Linked DNA regions of Mus musculus: region 1 is linked to region 2. A link is a contact called in public Hi-C data. All regions are on one chromosome and are shown on one strand. The core of a region is the stretch at or near the end of the contact, and the rest is flanking DNA. Distances in the headings are between cores, read along the strand shown.

Evidence for each region. A called contact is a pair of places that touch in the nucleus more often than the background predicts.
Region 1: a Hi-C map of the N1E-115 cell line shows a contact between it and region 2, with 5 times the contacts expected there. The contact joins two enhancer-like sites. A contact is called at or near these places in 3 of 484 Hi-C or Micro-C datasets (the N1E-115 cell line and nephron progenitors), 2 of 115 datasets of contacts at active chromatin or transcription factors (bone marrow-derived macrophages and embryonic stem cells) and 1 of 9 other capture datasets (embryonic stem cells).

The regions. Positions count from the first base shown.
Region 1 is chr13:44,619,223-44,625,416 of GRCm38.p6, reverse strand. The region is part of intron 1 of Gm40931 (a long non-coding RNA gene); the gene reads left to right. Among named protein-coding and RNA genes, the nearest start is that of Gm40931, 15 kb to the left of the region's middle. Within about 2 kb of position 2,501, at least 32 of the 459 cell types and tissues checked have an H3K27ac peak or open chromatin away from gene starts, as enhancers often do. A contact at or near this core is called in the N1E-115 cell line, where this site is marked.
Region 2 is chr13:44,401,446-44,406,783 of GRCm38.p6, reverse strand. No RefSeq gene overlaps it. Among named protein-coding and RNA genes, the nearest start is that of Gm33958, 4.0 kb to the right of the region's middle. Within about 2 kb of position 3,138, at least 11 of the 459 cell types and tissues checked have an H3K27ac peak or open chromatin away from gene starts, as enhancers often do. A contact at or near this core is called in the N1E-115 cell line, where this site is marked.

The DNA.
Region 1 (6,194 bases), core at 1,252-3,751, 220 kb before region 2:
CAGAACCTACAGAGTGGAACGAGAGAACCGACTTCTCCAAGTTGTCCTCTGATCTTCACAAGAGGCCACACACATACCACATACAATAGGTAAATATGTATATTATCTAAAAATTAAAAACAAAGCAGTAACTACAACAAAAACCCCAAACCAAACCAAACCACGGCCAACAAAAACAGAAGGAAAAGGAACAAATGTATCTCTTGCTCTTGGCTTTTGTTTTTGTTTATTTTGGTGCCTGAGACTGAACCTGGGACCTCTCCCATGCTAAGCACACGCTTCCCCACGGTACCCGAGTCTTGTACATGTGTTACAGGCTAGCAGGGCGGTTCAGGCCATGCCGGTCACTCCTGCAACCTGACAGATGCAGGCCAGCCTCTGTGTGTGACTTCGATGCGACCACAAAGAAGAAGAGAACAGGAGAGACCTGCGGCAGCAGTTGAATGTTTCCACTTGCCAGTGACAGACATCGCTCCGCCCACTGTTCACTGGCGAAAGCGAGTCTAATGGCCTTGCCACATACATTCAGGGGCTGAAAATCTCAAACTCCTGCAGCCTGGAAGGAAAGAGATCGGAGTCAGTGAGCAGCAGCGATAACTGACAGCAAGAATCCCAAGGCCAGAGAACCGGAGGAACTGGTGCTGGGACAAGGGCCAGCTCAGCTCACGCTCAAGATGGAAGGGCAAATGCCTCCCTTTTTACCTTTTGTCATCTCAGGCCCTCCACTGGTTGGGTGAAGCCCACCCATGTCAGGGAGGATAGCTTTTTTTCTTTTTAATCCAGTCCATGTATTCAACTGCTAATCTTATCCAGAACTGCCCTCTCAGACACACACAGCTATAAAGTTTAACCTGGGCCTCCTGTGCTTCAATCAGATTGAAATTTAGGGTTAACCTTCTCAGTCGAAATAAAGCCCTGAAGAAAATCCAGATCCCTGGACTTCCAGGAAGGTGAGGTTGTCATATCCCAGCCCCCACGCCTGGTTCAGAAAGTTCAGCAAGCTTACCATACCTACCTACTGGGTATCTACTTCACTGATAAGGTACCTCTGGAACAAGGCCCACTCAGTCCCCAGCACTGCAACACATTACACTACCACTTCCAGTCCCCACCAATTCTTTTTAATTTTGTGGACAGAGGGCCTTATTACAGAGGCCAGGCTGGCGTGGCACGAGAGGATCTCCTCCCTCAGTCTCTCAGTCTGGAATTGCAGGCCTGGGCTATCATGCTCAGTTCCTCCTCCTCCTCCCTCTTCTCCTCCTCCTCCCCCTCCTTCTCCCTCCTCTTCCTATTGCTATTCATTATTACTTTGTAGGTCTGGATGGAACTTGCATATCTAGGCAAGTGTTCTACCACTGAGCCTCATCTCCAGCCCCATCCATAGGTCTCTTTCTTGAGAAGGCAGATGATTCTCGGAAGGAGATTGCAGCTGTAGGTTGAGCATCTGCAACCGTCCCAGCGCTCTGGAGGCAGGGGCAGGATTGGGATGCATAGTGTGGCACTTCATAGTGCGACAACCTACTTCCCCCTGCCTGGAAAACAATGAAAAAATGAACTCATGCTTGCCTAGAGGAGCATCCAGTAAAGTTCAATCACTCAATTTATTTTTTAATGCTAAGTTTTCCATTCTTCATCTATTTTGTTTGTTTATTGCTCTCGTGTGTGTGTGTGTGTGTGTGTGTGTGTGTGTGTATGTGTGTGTGTATGTGTGTCACAGTGCTTGCGTGGAGTCACAGGATGACTTGAGGAAGTCAGTTGCTTTTGTTCACTGTGTCAGGCCTAGGGATTGAATTTAGATCCTCAGACTTGGTGGCAAGTGTCTGTAAGAGCTGAGCCATCTTACTGGCCTCCCGCACTCTAGGTCAGATGTCCTGACTGGAAGCTGGAACATGTGTGAGTCCATCACAGACACCTCCCACACTCACTGGATGGTCTCGGAAGTGTTGGAGTTTGTGGCCGACCTGTGTCATGGCCTGCTTTTGCTGTGTCAGTCGTGTTGTTGGGCGTGGAAACAGTTGCTTTTTCATGTATTTGGGTATCACTCACTCCTTGAGTAAGGCCCGTTTGTGTGCCTCCTGCTTTGGTGGAGAGCCAGGAGGAGGCCCGTGTACCTTAGCTGCTCTGTTTGAGCCAATGTTTCTTTTTTTTTTTTTTCCCTGATGGCTTCGCTGGAGCTCAGCATCTGTTGAACCTCACCGGGATGTGGTGAGGGCTAATTAGATAATGCCTGGAAAGCACTTGGAGCTCCTCGGAGATGGGCTCTCTGCATGCATTATTAATAGAGATGGGGCACAGTGTTCCCAAACAGCGCATGGTGCCTCCTTAAACCCCTGGGGTAGGGGGTAGGAAAGGCAGTGTGTGTAGAGGGGGATGGCTAGAGAACAGAAGGGGCTTGCAGTCCTGCAGTGTGGCATGGGTGCTGAGACTGGGGACAAGGACTGTTGTTGAAGGTGAAATACAAGCTGTCTCCTCGACCGGCTGTGCTAACATGAACAGTGTAAGGGGTGCAGAGGGCAGTTCCTGCTAAACCGGTCTGTGGGAGCCCCAGAGGGAATCTGTCAGCCTGGGTCCCAGCCAGGCTGTCCTTCCCTTGGGGTTATTTCCAATCAGGGGACCATGCCAGCTTCCAAGGCCACTTCTGGAGCTGGGCAACGTTCCCCCTGAGAATTCTCTCTGCTGACTAGCCGGCCCAGTTTTCTGAGGGAGGAGGGGAACGGTGACCTTCTTGATTTGTCCCCTCCCCTGTTGCAAAGGTTGTGTGGGGAGTGTGGCACACAAATGCTAGTGGCACAGGGGTGGTTATTAAAGGACTGATCTGGGGTCATCTGACGTCAGTGGCCTGGAATCCTTGCACATTGGAGGAGTTAATCTGTAGGACTTGAACTGTTTTCCTGTTCACTGCACAGGGAGGTGGGTGGTCTGGCAGGTGTGTGTCACCTAATAGGTAGATGAGGTCTTTGGATTGGATGTGTACCTCACACCCCAGTCTATGTTGAAGGTCTAACCCCGTGTCCTACTTTCTGTTGCTGTGATAAGACATCTCGGACAATAGCAACTTAGAGAGAGAAAGTATTCATCTGGCTTCACATCCAGGTTACACCCACCATTCCCTCAGGAAGTCAAAGTGACAGGGACTTGAGGTAGCTGGTTACCTCATATCCATGGTCACGAGCTGGCGAAAGTGAGTCTAATGGCCTTGCCACATACATTCAGGGGCTGAAAATCTCAAACTCCTGTAGCCTGGAAGAAAAGAGATCAGAGTCAGTGAGCAGCAGCGATGTCTGACAGCAAGAATCCCAAGGCTAAGCCGGGCGTGGTGGTGCACACCTTTAATCCCAGCACTTGTGAGGCAGAAGCAGAGGCAGGCAGATTTCTGAGTTCGAGGCCAGCCTGGTCTACAAAGTGAGTTCCAGGACAGCCAGGGTTACACAGAGAAACCCTGTCCCGAAAAACAAACAAACAAAACTCCAAAAACAAACACCCCCCCAAACAAAAAACAAACAAACAAAAAGAATCCCAAGGCCAGAGAACAGAGGATACATTCATACTCGCTGTGACTCAGTTCACTCTCTCCCCTTGTCCTAGATAGTTTTATGTCAACCTGACACAAGCTAGGATCATCTGAAAGGAGGGAAACTCAACTGGGAAAATGCCTCCATAAGATCAGGCTGTAGGGCCTTTTCTTAATTAGTGACTGAGGTGGGAGGGCCCATTGTGGGTGGAGCCACCCTTGGGCTGGTGGTCCTGGGTTCTATAAGAAAGCAGCTTGAACAAAGCCCTGGGGAACAAGCCAGTAAGCAGCATCCCTCCATGGCCTCTGCATCAGCTCCTGCCTCCAGGTTCCTGCCCTGTTTGAGTCCCTGTTCTGGCTTCCTTCAGATGAAATATGATCTGGAAGTGTCAGCTCCTTAAATCCTTTCCTCCCCAACTTGCTATTTGGTCATGGTGATTCATTGTAGCAAGACAAATCCTAATTAGGACACCTCTCTTGTATTCTAGGACCCAAGCCCAGGAAATGGTACTGCTCTCGTGTATTAACACAATCAAGGCACATACATACACACCAGACATGTCCACAGACCGATCCCTCACATAGACTCTCCTTTTCGGTGACTCTAGGTTGTGTCAAATGAACATTTAAATTAACATTTAGATCTAGCTATCATACCGCTACAGTGATGATGTTTGGAGATAGGGTCTCCAGGGGAATTAGATGCGGTCATGAAGGGATTGGTACCCAATGAGGAGATACAAGGCAGCTCCCTGTCTCTAATGCACGAGGGCACAGTGATCTGATGGATTTCTTTTTTTTTTTTTTTTTTTTTTTTTAAAGATTTATTTATTTATTATATGTAAGTACACTGTAGCTGTCTTCAGACACTCCAGAAGAGGGAGTCAGATCTTTTTACGGATGGTTGTGAGCCACCATGTGGTTGCTGGGATTTGAACTCCGAACCTTTGGAAGAGCAGTCGGGTGCTCTTATCCACTGAGCCATCTCACCAGCCCGATCTGATGGATTTCTTTTGTTTAGAAAGAGTTTCCTCACTAGAGTCAGAACCTGCTGTTTCCTGCTCTCTTGGGTTTCTTGTCTCTAGAACCATGAAAAAAAATTAAATTTCTATGACTTAAGTCCCCTAGTCTGATACAGGTTTAGTACCGTTAATCCAAAAATTCCAAATCTAGAATAATCCAAAATCTGCATTTTTTTTAAAGCACTGGTATGGTCATCTCACACCATGACACGTTGTTCCCTGTATTAGGTTATATACAAATATATAAAATTGCACTGAGGCTATGTTATAAGTTGTATGCTAAACAGGAGTGAATTTTATGTTTAGATTTGGATTCCCTCTCCAAGATGTTTCACTGTATCTATCTATTCCAAGGAGTGCTTGGCAGCAAATGACTTTAATCCCAGCCCTAGGAGGAGAAGTAGGCAGGTCTCTGTGACTTTAAGGCTAGCCTGGTTTATATAGCAAGTTCTAGGCTAGCCAGACTATACAGTGAGATGTTATCTTTAAAAAAACCAAAAACAACAATAACAACAACAACAAAACAAAAGCAAAAAACCAAGATAAGAAATGAGAAAATATGTGTACATTTCAAATTTTGAAAGAAAAAGAACTTTAAAATACCTGTAGTCCCAAATATTTTACTTTATTAGATTTATTTTATGCATATAAATGTTTTGCTTTCATGTATGTAGTATGTCTGTCTCTCTGTCTGTCTCTCTCTGTGTCTGTCTGTCTAGTATCCTCAGAGGTCAGAAGAGGCTGTTGGATCTTCTGGTATTGGAGTTACAGATGGTTCTTAGCTTCCATGTAGTTTTTGGAATTGAACCCGAGTCTTAAGAACTTAACAGAACAACAGTTCTCTCAGCCACTAAGCCATCTCTCCAGCCCCCAAATATTTTAAAGATTATTTATTTTTTAAAAATTTGTGTTGCATGCTTGTGTGTGTGTGTGTGTGTGTGTGTGTGTGCAAGTGACCATCGAATGGAGCTTTGACTCTCTAGGAGCTGGAGTTACAGGTGTTTGTGAACTCCTCTGTGGAGTGCTAGAATCTAAACCATGGTACTCATATCTGCTGAGCCATCTCTCCAGCCTAGTCAAATACTTTGGATAAGAATATTCAACCTAGGGGCTGGAGAGATGGCTCAGTGGTTAAGAGCACTGACTACTCTTCCAGAGGTCCTGAGTTCAATTCCTAGCAACCACATGGTGGCTCACAACCATCTGTAATGTGATCAGATGCCCTCCTCTTGTGTGTCTGAAGACAGCAACAATGTGTACTCACATACGTTAAATAAATAAATATTAAACAAACAAACAAACAAACAAACAACTCAACCTACATTGCTGTGATGGTAGCCCAAACAGACATAGCAGCCTCCTGACACTGGTTGCTTAGAATGTGACAATTTTGGCGGAGGTGGGTATACGTGGGGGTGGAGGTGCAGGGGAGGGGGGCTGGAGGTGGGGGGCTATGATGGCAAGGTTGTTGCTGATGTTACTAGTTAAAATGGAATCATATTGGATGGACGGGGTGAGCCCTGTAACCCTATGAGATTGGTGTCTTTGCATGAGAAGAGACTTGGAGAGAGACAAAGGCAGAGGGAAGAAACTGATAAAGAGTTCAGGAAGAAGGCTAAGTGGCCCTGGAGGACAGCGTGACTAATGTGATCCTATTTCAT
Region 2 (5,338 bases), core at 1,889-4,388:
TAGTGTGCCTTAGGTCTCTAGAGTCTTTCTCTTAAGAGCCTACTACCACAAAGCTGCCTTTACTCTGTTCCCACAATATGACCTTTCGACCAGTGTTTCATCGCTCCTTCCTGACTCCTTTATCAGTTCTTCCTTAGTTCATGTCTTGCATTGCAGTTTTTTTTTCATGATCCTACTCTTCCTTCATCCTTCCCATACATATTTATTAGTTGCTACTATGAAGTAGTTACAGTGCTTTAGAGAGGAGCAACAAGAGCCAGGTCATTTTAGTACAGCTGCAGTGCACATTGTAAATACGTGCTCTACATGAGCATGTGCGCAAGTCGCTGACCCAGCTGGGAGCCTATCGTGGAGGTCTCTCCAGGTGATTGAAACGAAGTCTACTGTTGAATGGTCAAGCCGGGACTGGACCAGTAAGAGAGCTCAGACTGTTGAGTGTCTTTTCAAAGCCATGCTAAGAGTAGGCACCAAAGGTTTTAAGAGAGCTGCATTTTAAAGAGGCAGCTCTGGTTCAGTGCAAAGATGGACTGGAGGGAGGAGGCCCACACATGAGAGGTGAGTTGGAGACAGATGCATGCTGCCTGTTGCTCACCCTGAGGGGATCACTGTGTCCACCCTGCCCTTCACTTTCCTTCCTCCCGAGATGCCCTTCCATGGTTCCCCATGCTCCTGAGGGGCTGTGGCTGACTTTCCAGGGAGCTCCATGTTACTTGACTTTTATGATTTTTCCATGTTATTAGAGGTCTGTTTGGGTTATTTCTTAATGTATCCATTTCTTACCTCCTCCTTGTGTATGCATGCATGTGTGGATGTATATGTGTGTGTGTGTGTGTGTGTGTGTGTGTGTGTGTGTGGTATGTGCATATATGCATGGATGTGTATGTGTGCATGTTTGCATGTGTTTGACAAATACGTTATATGCATATGTATATATGTTTGTGAATGTGTGTGTATGTGTTGTATGTGTGTGCAGTCCTTTCTCTGGGCACTTAGTATGTTCCCTAGTTGTTCACTATGACCAAGATGGAAATTGTGCAAATGGTTTAACTTCATTGCCCTTTATGTAGGCATTAACCAGATCCTGGAGAGTGCCAGGAGCTGAAAAGCACATAAAAGTTGTCGGTTGCTCCTTAAAGTTGTTCTGATTGCAGGTAAAGGAGAGAGCATGCTGCCTAGCCACTGGAGATGACTGTGTGGAGTATGTATAATGGACGCTTATTCCCTAGCAGAGAGACCTCTGCGCTAATATAACCAGCCTTCCCAATTGTTCAGAGAGCCAGATTAACCATTTGAAGACATGCACACACACACACACACACACACACACACACACACACACATACACACACATACACACACATACACAAACACACATACACACACATACACACACATACACACATACCCTTGCACTCAAGCACACACATCTGCACACACTCACACACATTCACACATACTCATACACACACTCATATACATACATATTCACATACACAGATATTCAGACATATACACTCACATATGCACTCATAAACACACGTACACACATGCATATACACACAGAAGTGTGTGTGTGAACCCCAGACTTCTGAAGGACTTAAAAACAAAACAAAGAAACCCTGGCAGTCTGGTAAGAAGTTAGGGAAGCCCGGTTTACATTGGGCACATGATTCAAAAAAGATTTTTCATATTTCTGACTCAGGCAGGTTTGGCCAGATAGAGTTCACTTAGTTCTTGTCAGGTTCAGTGAGTCTAGCAATCTCATAAAGCAAGTTGCTGGTCTCTGGGGTTAGAAAGATTGGAAGACACACTTCTGAGGTCATGACAGAAAGGCGTAGAAGCCATTCTTTATGAAAACTGGAATCCTGTTGGCTACCCCTCCCCTATCAGCTGCTCACGTCGTTCTGAGGCAGTTTTCATCTCACCACAGCTGTTGAAAACCTGGCTTTGCAGAGCTATGACATCATGGAAAGGAACGTAGCAGCACCTGAGGACAACGCTGCAAACTAGCGATACCGCACATCCAGGGGGTTGTTGAAAGCTGGAAACCAGTGATGCCGAATGAGCCTTGGGATAGTTGCCGAGCCTGCCGGGGTTCAAGGCAAGATGGATGACGCTGATATCCACGTGTTTTCCTCAAATTTAAAATGTCCTATAGCTCCGCCTTTCAGGTTGGTGGCCAGTCCTCTCTGTGCCTCCCTATACAGTTTTGAAGAATGTTAGGAGAATACTAGAGAAGAGAAAGCCCTGGCTTTCTGGCCAAAGAGAATCCACAAAAGCAAATGTCAAGTCTGCCCACATTTGTCCATTTCCTAAGACAGACGCCCTTTCAGGCTGTGACCTATAGAACCATAGAGTAGGGCTTGAGGAAGGGTGTGAGTTTAGAGCTCTGCTTAGCCACCCCCACATATGCGTTTTAATGTAAGTTAATAGAAACTAAAAGTGAGTTACTCCATGCCCTCTTCCCATTTCTGTGAAGAGCCAGGAAGATGATGGCCTCACAGAACTGAGAACGTTGTGCTTTCCCTGTGTAAACACTACCCGTGACAGCCTTACAGCTGCCACCCATGCTGCCACACTTACTGTATCTGACACTTTAAGGTGTTGGATACAAGCAGAGTTAAGTATTCTGTAGTTTCAATCACCTTGTTAGGCAATTCCCTATTTAATTTTAGCTCTTCAAGTACGCTAACATCTCGGATTGGCGGGGTGGCTCAGTGCGTACAGGCAGTTCCTGTGGAGCCTGGCAGCCTGAGTTAGATGCCCAGATCCATGTAAAGGTGGAAGGAGAGAACTGATCCTACTAAGTTGTCCTCCAACCCAATCTGGGCGACCACACACACACACACACACACACACACACACACACACACACTGAACAACATCTCAAAAACGAAAGTAGTGTCGGTGACTTCCAAGACATTGGGCTTAATAACTGACAAAGGATTTGAGTATTTGTTTTGGATTCTTTTCTTTCTTTTCCTTTCCCCTTTTCCTTTCTTTCCTTCTCTCCTCCTCTTCCTCCTCTTCCGCCGCCTCCTCTTCTTCTCCTTTCTTCAACAAGCTCTCATGTAGCTCAGGCTGACTTCAAACACATTATGTAGCTAAGGATGACCTCTGGAGGGCCGGGGTGACGAGGGCGTAGCATCGCACTCAGCTCGATCTGGATTCTTTAAAGAACGACTATATTACAGGAGAGAATGGCCCCTCGGCCTACATCCACACCTACATTTGCAGAGTGTATCTTTATGGATTTGCTTTTTTCTAGTTTTTATTTACAACCGTGGATCAACACTGCCATTGCCTTCGCATTCGTGTGTGGACACTCACAGAGCTCAGGACAATTTGAGCTACCAGACAAGCATGTTCTCAGCTTAAGCGGAACAAAGTGACACTCTTAATTCTCCTCCCAAAAATGGGAGTTCCTTTTTAATCTATTTAGTGCCATGTCCTTTTATTTTCTCTCTCTCTCTCTCTCTCTCTCTCTCTCTCTCTCTCTGTGTGTGTGTGTGTGTATGTGGTGTGTCCATGTGTGTGTTTCCTGTTTAAAAAATGTTCCAGTCACGGGGCTGATATTGCTGTCATGGGATTCTGGGCACAAGAAGGCTATAGTGTATCTAAAAGAGAGAGTTGGTGTGTTGATGCTTTCTTCAGGCAAAGGCTTCCAAGGTATTAAAGCTGAGAGGTCAACATTGACGATGGGTCACTATCTCTTCATAAAGCTAGCTTTAAACATACAAACTGAGATTTTTGTATCGATTGGCAAAAAGATGTTATAATCAGAGGCTCACAGAAACCCAACCCTGCATTTTCTCTTCAATTGATGACTTGGTAGCTGCTAATTTTATGATGTAGCTGGCTTTACAGCGCAGAGCTACCTCTGAAATCAAGAATCAACCATGCAATGAAGGTGGAGGGGTGGTGGTAGTGGTGGTGGGGCATTCTGGGAAGAGTGCTGTTAGGTTATGTACTGTTATCAACATGCTATGCATTTACACTCGCTACGATGTGGCTGGATGATGGAATATATGGGACCCACCAACATATATGCTTTTCCCACTGAACCAAACGTTCTGTAGCTCGTGGCTGGAACTGAAAGACAGGCTCTTAGAGGGATAGGAGCTTGTGAATCCCTTACTTCTTCCCACCCTAGGCTGGTCTGGTAGCCACGCTGTTTTGGAACTCGAGGGAGTTTATTAGTTGCCAAGGTAATATGTTTGTCTGGTACCCACTTCAAGGGGATGACTGGAGCTTGTTTCTTTTAATGTCCAGAATTCCTCACCATCCTGACTAGAACCATTTACTTCAGGTTGAGGTCTTACAGACAATTTTCTGAATTGTTTCATGGACATTGTTTATTCAATCCATTCTCTAGACAAATAATAAAATGAGACTATAGGATAGATTTATTCACAGGCAGGTCATGTGGGAGACCAGGTTGATCATGAAAGTTCTTTTGTTTAAGCTATAACCATAGAACCTTGATTTTTTTGTTGTTGTTGTTTGTTTTTTGGCAGGCAGGAAGACTTAAACTTAACCTGAACATTCCAGTGCGTGCCACATAGAAATGGTTTCACTGGATCCAGGGTAGACTGACGTGATGATGGCTTAGAAAGGGTGGTTTGGCTTCTCAGGGGAGCCAGGGCCTTAAGAAAATCATCTGATGGGAAGAAGAGAGCAAGGTGATCTCTCTATTGGTCTTCCAGGATGTGTTGTCCACAGATTCACAGATAAACATCTGATATGACCGCAATTGGGTATTGGAAGAAGGTTGGTTGTCTAGATTGGCCAACTGGGCACGTGCTAAGCCTCTCATGGTGTGTTCTAAAAGGTTTCTTTTTAAATGCCTCTTCTTCTTTAAGGGGTCCCTTGAGGTTTCCCCAAGAGAATGACAGCTCTATGGGGCGTGTGTATATGAGAAAGGAGGCATGCATGTTTCCGTCAACCTGGATGTGTTCCCGGAGTCTGCTTTATCTTGTCCTTACCCCATCAGTGTCTAGCCTTCTACTCATGTGCTGCTTTCTGTGACATCTTCTGATTTGACATCAGGTTTCTGTCAATCATGGGAATGTTCTGATAAGAGGGGATCTGGACCCTAATGTTGCTGAGGGGGATGGGCATTGCATGCATGGGATGGGTATGTAAGTATGTGCATGCATGTACACATGAGACTCCGGCGGGTGGCGGGGGAATTCGTGCAAACCTCAGTGCAGTAGAACTTACCTTTCCAGCAGATCTGCCTGAGGTCGCAGACACTAGGGCACACACTGGGTGGCTCCATCTGACTGTGCAAATCCATGTGACACTCCTTCTTCAAGGCTCATGGTATCAGAACCAG